Regions from separate parts of the Drosophila melanogaster genome. Here region 1 is linked to region 2. The links are chromatin contacts, called in public Hi-C maps. All regions are on one chromosome and are shown on one strand. The core of a region is the stretch at or near the end of the contact, and the rest is flanking DNA. Distances in the headings are between cores, read along the strand shown. Region 1 holds the start of CG11357. Region 2 holds the start of Ack (Activated Cdc42 kinase).

Evidence for each region. Hi-C and Micro-C count contacts between places; a contact is called where the count stands out from the background.
Region 1: a contact with region 2 is called in a Hi-C map of the Kc167 cell line, with 2.3 times the contacts expected there. A contact is called at or near these places in 3 of 107 Hi-C or Micro-C datasets (the Kc167 cell line, embryo and embryonic mesoderm).

What each region holds. Positions count from the first base shown.
Region 1 is chr3L:4,540,536-4,545,852 of dm6, reverse strand. CG11357 reads right to left here and starts at 3,802. Exons shown (of 4, transcript NM_001259697.2): 1 at 3,749-3,802; 2 at 2,946-3,210. It overlaps CG32243, which reads left to right and starts at 4,609. Exons shown (of 6, transcript NM_168094.3): 1 at 4,609-4,788; 2 at 4,842-4,930; 3 at 5,006-5,140; 4 at 5,200-5,317. The coding sequence starts at 4,685.
Region 2 is chr3L:4,105,049-4,110,003 of dm6, reverse strand. Ack (Activated Cdc42 kinase) reads right to left here and starts at 1,818. Exons shown (of 3, transcript NM_139602.3): 1 at 1,021-1,818. It overlaps Fit1 (Fermitin 1), which reads right to left. Exons shown (of 2, transcript NM_139601.4): 2 at 2,888-4,955. The coding sequence ends at 3,618. It overlaps lncRNA:CR45670 (long non-coding RNA:CR45670), which reads left to right and starts at 2,534. Exons shown (of 1, transcript NR_124778.1): 1 at 2,534-2,861.

The DNA.
Region 1 (5,317 bases), core at 2,553-5,052, 430 kb before region 2:
CGAGATGCGAGGCCTCGGGCCCATTTCTCGCAGTGTATATGCTCAAGCCCATAATTAACTCATCCAGTGCAGCTTGCGGTTGTAGAAAGTACATAGTTGCATGTATTCGTTATTCAGGACACGGATGGCGAAGTTTCCTGTTTTGCACATAAAGTGCAGGGCATTACTCATAACCCCCGATGGAGGGGATCATATAAAGTGGGCGGGGGGTGGCTGTGTGGCGACGACAAATACATTCAGCTCGATTGAAGGACACGACGGGCTGAGTGACAAACCGGCGACCCCGCAAATTGGCAATTAAAATAGCTTGTGCTGCAGTGGAGGGGAATAAAAATGCAAAACTAGAGGAACCACGCCCAAGCCGAGGTCCTGCCTACTTTATGGACTTCCTCTGCAGGGTTGGTCGCTCCCGTTCTCTCGCACGCTAAATAACTTATGAATACATATTCCTCGGCTGCGTATGAAAATTTAATTAAGCGCCTTTTGTTTACCTTTTCACAGGGCAAAGTCCGGTTTCGGAGCCCCGAACAAAACGTGTTTTCTGCACGCACTCTCAGCGTTTCTTTGGTACACGGGACATTTGTACATTGGGACTCGATAGTGAACACACTGCACATATTTGTATTTCAATAGGCAAAATAAAGAACATTTAGCAAGGGAAAAGCAACTGGACGACGCCTTGATGGGCTCGCTGAAGCAGACAATCGAAATGTTTGTGTGGTGACTCAGTTTTCTTGGTGTTTGGGAAGTTCACATTTCTGGAAACTTGCTCGGTTCGGCTCGCGATTTGCACTCAATTAAATTTTTTGCTGATAAAAATTAAAACGAACTAGACAAACATGATCATGGCCATTTTTTGCTGTTCTTGCAACGCTCGGAATCGCTCGCATGTAAATTAAAGAAATCACACGATGATCCAGTAAGTAAGAAATCCAGTAATAAATTAAAGTTCTCCTGCAGTGCACAAATTTCGTGGATGTCTGGTTTCTATCCATTTACGCGCGCAATCAAGAAATTCCAAATACTTGCAATATTTATAGAATGTATCCACATCAGCAAATGCGTGTGTGAGAAGAGAGGCACGTGTATGTATTTGTTTAAAATAAAAGAACAATTTGCATTATACGAACATAAACTTTTAAAGTATTTTGGTATGCCTTATCTAAACAAATTCACAATGGAAATAAGTGTTATTCTCTCGATGTTCCGCTGGTTTCAAAAAAAAAAAACAATTATCTGATAAACATTATATTTATTTGAAGCATTGAATTTGAAAGTCTCACATGAGGGGATCACATGATGAAACGGAATGAATTATTATGTTCGAGTATTAGAGTATTATATTCTAGCTGATACTAGCACATTGATAAAGACCAAAATACAATTTTCTTAAAATTATTAAGATTGGTGTGCTTATACACAAAATTCTGTGAAACTTGCTACATGCAGATTACTTTTCGCATATCTTAGAAAAGCATGAATAAGTCGAGTGGAGAAACCCAAAAGGAAGTAGAAAACAGTTGAAAGATTAAGTTGTGAGACATAAGGATGTTATTTCATAAACGTACTGTTTAGGATCGCAAATCGCTCGAAATTCGGGTATTAATAATGAATAGCAGTTCGTACGTGTCGAAAATTTCGGCGCGGCAAGGGGGAGTAAAAGAGAAAGCAAAAAGCTGAAAACGTTGACGTGACGTTACGTCGGCGGAGAATCTCGGGGTCACTGTACGGACCAATAAAAGTAACACCGCCGACGTCTAACGCCTCGCACCGCCGGTTATCAGTGGGCCAGAAGGCGCAAACGGGTGAAAAGCGGTGACAGCAGCTGATAGGCAAACAAACAGTCAAGCAAAGCGTATACAACGTTATTTTGCGCCACTGAAAAAAGCGTTAAAGCCCATTCGACAGAGACGGCCGATCGAGGGGAGATGAATGTGGGAAAAAGAGAGAGCGAGAGCTTCTCGCGGAAGCTGGCGCAATTAAAAATCAGAGCTTCGCCAACGAGCATGTGATTGAAAATTTGAAGCGCCAATGCAAACAATGAACTTTAAACTGAACGGAATGATTGTAATTCCTTATAAGCCATAGTGCTCAATAAATTAAACATTAATTTAAAGTACACGTGTTAAATGTCTATTAGCGAAAATCACACAAAAATCGATTTAGATCCAAAATATCGCCCTTAGAGATATGGTGCTATCTTAGTGGGACTCGAACACGGTCTTCTTAGCGACTTCTTCTTCAGATAACAAATCTATTGAATATGTAATAAGTTGAATACATATGACTTGATTGATATCAGGAAAAATTGATATAGAAATGGGTTATTTTTTATTGATAAGCGGTGTATCGGAACTAGTGAGATTTCCACTGTACCTAAGTGATGAGGTAAACACTCTCGCAGTCTTGGGCAAACATTCAGACGGGAGCGAGGCGCACAGAAAGATAGGAAGAGGGAGACGGAGCGAGGCGGCACAGTGGGACAGGCCAAGGACAACGAGTTGAAAAAGGCGAAAAGGAGCAGACGAGCCAAAACGGAGGACAACAAACAGGCATGCGTGCCACTGTGCCTGAACTTGTTCAAGGTCAGTCCTCAGCGACAGCGACGTGCTAACAAAAAGCGAAGAAAATTCATGTTGGAAAAAAGCACAAAAGAAGAGCACACAACAACAACGCCTCTTAAAGGCGAAGAAAAGAGCGAAAGAAGAGATAGATGCGTATATAAAAAACAAAAAAAAAAAACGCTACCCACACATGAAAGAGAGTGAGCGAGAGAGCAAGTGTCCCTCCCCGCAGCAACAATGACAACAATAGGATACTGTTCAATGGATGCTGATAAGCAAAAGTAAAAGACAAAACCCCTCGAAATCTGGAGAGATAGTATCCAAGCACTCGCATAATTAATTTCATACATTTTATGCTTTTTTTTATGTATTAATAGTCACCTGCTGGTTGTTCGCCTGGCTGCTTCCTCATTAGCCAGTCAGTCGAATCCTTGCGGGAGAGCGAGGGAAATGGCAACAAATGTGCGTTTTTAATTAATTTCCATGTGAAGCACTCACGCACACTTACACACACCCATCGCTTTGGGTAACAGTTCAAAAACAGAGTTAGAGCGAAAGAGACACCAATTGGGAGTGCTAATTCAACACACACGCGCACGCAGCACTTAATTTGTATAGATTTTTGGCATCAATTTGTTGTTGGCAGCTGGAATAAATTTACTTAACTTAACACAATTTTCAAGCTTGCACACAACCACACCAACACGAACACCTATACAGACGCGGCGAAAAGAAATGCAAAAGGAGATGAAGAGGAAGAAGAAGAAGCAGGCTGAAGGATGCTGGGCCTGGATTTCTCTTTCCTTTTTTCGCTGCCCAAAAAGGCGTTGACAGCGCTTTTATTCACTTTTAATTCATTTAACGATGGTGTTGTCCGACTTTAATTGTTTATGCGCTTGGGTTTTTTAAGAAAAACTGAATAAAAAACGGAATAACCGCCGTCACTCGTCGAAAAATTCTCGGCGCGGCTATTGTTCACTTATTATCATGTCATATTTTCCAACTGATTTGAAAGACAGTATTTTAGAGAATAAGTATACCGAGCGAGTTATCAGCGACGTGTGCAATTTTTATGCACTTTTTTAATATTTTAAGTGGAAAATAAAACACAGAGCGTTTCAGAGGGCGCTAAATTGTTTTTTGCCCGTTCGGAACTGAGTAACTGAGAAGCGTAGCGTTATTACCAGTCTTTTTCTTCTTTTTTGTTGCTGCCCCGTTCGAATTTCTCTCGCACTGTTAGCCGCTCTCAGTTGCTGTTAAAGCGGCGAAATTCACTGTTATATTTAACAGAGGCGTTGTTGTTAGTTGTAAAGAAGGGCTGTTAAGGGGAGTTGGCTTCATAAAACTTTTTGAATATTCAGAGTTAAAGAAATCTAGTTTTTAACAATATTTGTATCAAAACACATTTAAAAATATTAACATGTTCAGTATTAATATATATTATTTAAGTATAAATTTCAAAAACCCCAGGCATAAGATTTTATATACACCACTGGAATGTTAACTGAAAGCGGGAGATAGGGATGGAACTCAAGCATCGACACGCGTTTAAAATTTGGGGTGACCATTTCTATCGCTTTCTCATCTAGCTTGCCTAGATTTTCAAGATCCATCTGCCAAAATTGCTATCGATTAAAGTGCATCGGCTCAGTCGCCATTCGTAAGTTGTAAATTACGAAGAAACGCAATGATAATTGATTCAACCGATAGGAAACCTATTTTAACTTAACATTAAGATTTTAACTTTTTAAATTGCACTAATATCGTTATCAGCCAACTAAATTTTGTAATTACTTAATTACTTAATAACAAAAATTAGAATAATATTTAATTCGTTGAGTAATAATGCCTTTTATGAAACCTAATTATTTACAAACAGTCGAATGTAAACAATATTGGGGTGATCATAAACATTAAGAGATATACATTTTGATAAGTGTTTTATTTAATGTTTATTTAAATTACAAATATCCCTAATATGACTGGTAAATACATCATATTACTTAGATAGTGACAGTTCGTCAGCACTGACTATCGATAGCCGCCTTTTGTTGCAACTTCCATCTTCTACGTGCAACAGAAGAAGTTCTAGAAATAAGCAGGAATAAAAGTTTGCAAAAATGAGTGCTCCAAAAGGGGACGGAAACTTAGTTCCCACAGTCAGAGAAGTGCAGCAAAAGTTTGCCGACATCCTGGGCCATGGCAACGATATAACCTGGGATCTGTAAGTAGGATTCATCCGAAAAAATTGCAAATTATAAAGCTCAAGGTTTGCAGAATATCGTCGGGTCAAGAAAACATATTGAAGGCAAAGCTGTCTCTGCTGAATTTCGATTCTAACATGTTTCATGCGATCTGGAGTTATAGTGAGTTATAGTTATAGTAAAATTAATAATATATTCCAAATAAGCGTCATTATGTTATCTACTTTCTCATATCAGGAAAATACTCCAAAGGGCAGTCACTCACGTCTTTATTTTTTGTGATGGTTGTCAATAATGTATATGATCCCAAGCTGGCCGAAGAAAGTAGATCCTGGCGCCTGTATCCGGTGTTTCGATGCCGACGATGCGTGGGTAAGCTCGATAGTTATAAGTAAATCGAGAAATGTATTATATTTTTTTATTTGTACAAGATGAAACTGGACATTCCAGCAACATTGACTGTTGCATGTCATATGTGTCACAGTACTCAATGTCTGATTCCTGGAACCGATTTGTGACCCATACGGGGTTTGCCGCAGGTCTAATGGT
Region 2 (4,955 bases), core at 569-3,068:
ATAAGCCATTTATTTAATTCCACGAATCCGTCAGGCGACATACGTGTTGAATCTATGGCTGCTTCCAAGGGGGCCAATGCATACAAAAGTGGATTTGTGTAAACATATCCCCACATGACGTCACGTTTTCTTGGCAATCCCTGTAAACGCATTGCGTCACCCTTCGAACCCTATCACTAAGAAGAGATACATATACATATGTATCTGTGTACATATATAGGAAGAAGTAGGTGGTTCGGGATCTCAGGAAATGCGGCTTGAACTTTGGCGCGTGCTGAAGTGGAGTTTATAAATAGACCGCAATAAAAGGTGAGCAGATGCAGGCACAGAATGTAACCGATATGCACGCCCCATGGGATTCCCCTTGGGATGAACAAAATGATAGCCAGATTGCTAATGTCTATTGTTAAGGAGCGAATAATAGAATTTACACTTTGCGGCGACAGTTTGACTAATTATTCGGGCGGAAACTGGAACTTAGCGGATGCGAGAGCCACACAGAGATGTCCAACGAGACAACAACGCCCAGTTGAGAGCAGGTTGCCAGTCCATCAGCTGTGTCGTATGTAGATACAGTCGAACGTCCGTAACGCGGCATCTGTCGTTAACTACACATATGTGCATATACTCGAAAATGGTGACTTTAAGGTACAGAAATAACCCAGGTACAAACGCTGGCATTGTGTATCTAAAAATAAATACAGCCGTACTTCCGCGATTCAAAACAAAACCCAGTTAAATTACCCTTCGATTTAATATTTTCGGCTAACATTGTATCCTATCATCATAAGAAGTATTATTTATTTAGCTCAATTTCATGGCAAATAACTTTAAGTTTAAGAAATAAAATTAAGTTTAGTTGGGGTCCGCGTACGGGGGTTCTACTGTACCACAGCTATCACACCCCGAATTCCACGAAGCGGCTAGTTCCATTCACTATTATTTTGTTGGACATTTGTACAACATTTCCACCGGGTGTTTGGCTGGAAAGGGTTTTTCTTTGTTTTTCGAAATACTCACCGAATATTAAACAGCTGCGCAGCTGCTGCGACGCTGGCTGAGGAGCGTCGACGTCAACGCGGACGTCGCAGTCGCTGCACTTGGCTAAACTTGAGAAAATTGGCAAACTTCCTGTCTGTAAGCGAACAGGTTGTCCAGACAAAAGATGTTGCGGCAGATGGAAGTGGTTTATGCGGTGGATATGGAGATTTCTGGCTTAAAGATGTGAAATTCGATATTCGAGTTGAAGACAGCGCAGTTGGCGTCGCAGTCGCCGCAATGTAAACGATTGTATGCGTGCGTGTGTGTGTGTGTGTGTTGGCTGCTTTGTTTACACTCGCCAAATGAGCAGCTGTCTGCTTGGCTGCTGATTTTGATGGCGGGCGGTTAGTGGTCCCCTCATGACGCAGACACGTAAATATTAATTTATAGTGCACACACGAGAAAACAATGAATATTCCGCTTTCAACAGCGCTCAGCCCCTCCCCCACCGACCATCCCACTCGATCGTTTCACGTTTTTGCACAATTTCACACACACACGCATTCGCTGCACGGCCGTTTGGGTCTGGGTGTATGTGTGCGTGTGTACGAATCGAAATGCACGAAAAAAACAGCAACGCAAATCGCAGGTGCCACGAAGAACCGAAAAGAGCGAGAATTCTTTACTTTTTCAATATGTTAACTCGCTGAAATCAGCTTGATTTTCTTTCTAATGCGGAAACATCGTCGTTAATCGCAGTTAGCTGCGCTTAATTTGCAATTGAAAATGCGCGACGGCCAAACACTTTTGGTATTTTTTCAAGCAGCTGATGCAGTGGTGATGGAACAAAACGCGATGAATGTTAAATATAACCGATGTTTCTCAAATCATAATTCTGAATATCGATAATTTATATCGAGTATTTAAGTTATTTACTGTTACGATTTAAAAATATGATTTAATATTTACTAACATTTAAACATAAAAATATACGTAAATATATAACTTTGTGAAAGTGGTAAATTATCGAAGTAACACATTTAATTTATAAAATTCTTGTAAATATTTTACATATGTAACTAAATCAAATTCATTTCTATTTCATTTAATCGTGATTAAAATAGATTCCAAAAAAAATTGTATTATCCCTGTTACTTAAATCTTTTTGTGCAAGTGTCAAGAAGTATTATTTTTCTTTAGAGAAGATAAATGTGAAATGCTTGTTTTTTCATTCCTTAAAATTGTTTCTATATTAATCATGTCAATTTTTATCACAGGAGTGCAGAACATTTAAAAACAAATTTGTTTCTATCATCTTGTGATTCAAATGTTGAATTATAAGAATTCGGTTTTATGTGGGCGCTGATTGCATTAATCATAGTTTTTTTTTACTAAAGTCAGCTTACATTAGTAATGTAAGTACTTACGACTGTAGCAAATATTAAAATGCATTTTTTTTTTTTTTTGATTATAGATAATACTTGGAAGTGGTATTTATTTGTCATGCGCTATTCATATCTGGCATTTTCCTTATTAAGAGTCACCCCGTTAAATTAAATCAAATTGAAGATTTCGCCAGCCATTGCGTGAGAAGTTGCCCCATTCCGAGGCACATACGTAGCTTTGGGTCGCGGCCATCAATCAATGGCGTAGCACGGCACGCCTATAATCTCGAATCCCCATATATACCCACTGTACAACGCCGTGGTGCGCTTATCAATCCAATTGAGTGCGCTGTTATTAATAACAATACCCGTGCTTTATATTAAACGCGTTGACTGTTGCATCAACGCCCCTCAGAAGCACACAGCGCGTCAATAAAAGTTGGATGAGTAATCCCAGTGGACTCGGGTTACCAACTGCCAGTGGAATGCATATGTAAAAACAAACAAGCCAGCCACCATTTACGGTCATTAAAAACATATAAAATAATTTATTCTGCTTATTAATTTGTTTAATAAATATACAATATATAAAACTGCGGGTTAGTCGCGCAAGTCCGCACAAGTGTGGTAAAAAATGGACTTAAGTAGTGTAACTTTAACGCTGTGTTAGAAACAGACAACACAGAGAACACAGGACATTGACTTGGACTTGTTTTGGGTTAAGATTGCTCTGGCGAAGGCACAACATCGTTATCATAATCGTTATCAGCGTGGTGATTGTTATTAGTCTAGAATTCCATTTCCATTAACACTTATACACGAACGCTTTCGATTTGGGTGGGTTGACTGACTGGGTTGATTAAAAATGTAGGTAATCGTTGGACAACTTCTTGGACAACTTGGACAACACAAATTTAAGAGACTTATACTTATAAAGTTAATTATTTTTTTTTTTAGGTAAATGCCGACAAAAGAAAACCAACTTCTGGTGTCGGACACTAGTCCGTCAAAGTTGTTTACAAAATATATACGTATTTAGGTTGATAAACCGAACAGAAAAAAAACATTGAGAAACTAACAACTAGAGTTACGAAGAAGTTGCTTGGTGTGGTCCACAGATTACCAGTCAACCCATAAATCAACGCACCCTACATTAGGTAAATATATGTAGATAAAACTGTAGAACATGCGACGAGGTTTGTGCTTGGCACTCAAGACTCCAGTCCAATGCTCCAGACTGCGCCAATCCGTTTACGACCAGCCGCCCGTCAGCTTGTGGAACATCTCCTCGTTCAGCGTCTGGTTGTTCTCCTTGGATCGCATGGACATGAATATGTAGCCGCCGATGAACTCGTGCACCACCTTACAGTCGGCCGACTGCACGGAGAAGACGATGTTCTCGTCCTGCAGCTGAATCATCATGCACTTGATGCCCCAGTTAACATTCCAGGCCTTCATTGTGTTGTAGCGCCAGGTCTTTATGTGATCGCCGGTGTTGAGGTCCATGCGCATGATACGATTGTTGGCCACGCCCAACAGCTCCTCCTTCTTGTGTCCATCGAACTTGATGATGAAGAGAGTAACACCGAAGTCTGGTAGAGATTGCCAAGCCTGGATGTACTTCATCTTGGCGTCCATTAAGCTCAGCTGGCGAACGTTGGCATGGGCCTCTAGGATCCTCTGCACCGCCTTGCTGGATAGTTTGCGCATCATTTTGGGCGATAGGTAATCCATGGGCTCAACACTTCGCGGGTTGACGGTGAGCGGAGCTCCCTGGGCGGGTTTCTGCATCTGCAGCAGCGAGCGAATACTGCTAACTTCGCTGTCGTAAGAGCTATCGGCTAGAGAGCGACCCTTGGCGGCCAGACGACAGGCTGCCATCCACTTGGCGTACTGCTCTTCGTTGTCGCATCTCACCCAGACCTCACTGTTCGGACCATTTCTGATCTCTGACGGAACTTCCAGACGGATGGCGAACTTTCCTTGGGCCAGGTTAACATCGGGCGTCACCTCGCAGCCCTTCAAATTGATGCTGATGGTGGGAGCTCCCCGCCTGGACTCATCCTGCGATTTGTAAAGGTGCAGATGCAGATCCCTGTAGGTGAAGAAGTAGCGCTTGTATCCTTTAAGGGTGAACCTTTGAGGCTTGAGGAATTTCAAATAGTCCGACAGCTCTGGTATCCTGGTGATGTTGCCCTGATCCTTGCCACCTCCTGGTCCTTCGAGTGTGATCTGCAGCTCGTTGAGAGCGGAGTCAATGTCGTCCTCGCCGCCAGTCTCCTGACTGGAGGTATCTATTCCGGAATCGATGCCTGGGGGATGCAGATCCGTCTGATGATTCACCTGGAACTGCAGGGCGGCAAACATGAGGGTCTCCTCCTCGGTGGGTTCCAATTCCTCGTTCAAAATGCTCCATTTGGCTTGCTCGTACAGTTGATTGATCCTCACTTGGTCGTACTTGGGGTTCAGATCGAAGAACGTGAAGTATTTGAAGCGCAGGCACAGAGTGTCATACTCCCTAACTCCCTGCTCCATGATGGAAAGGGACGAGTCCAACCATCCCACGTTGAGACGGGCTTTCTCCACCCG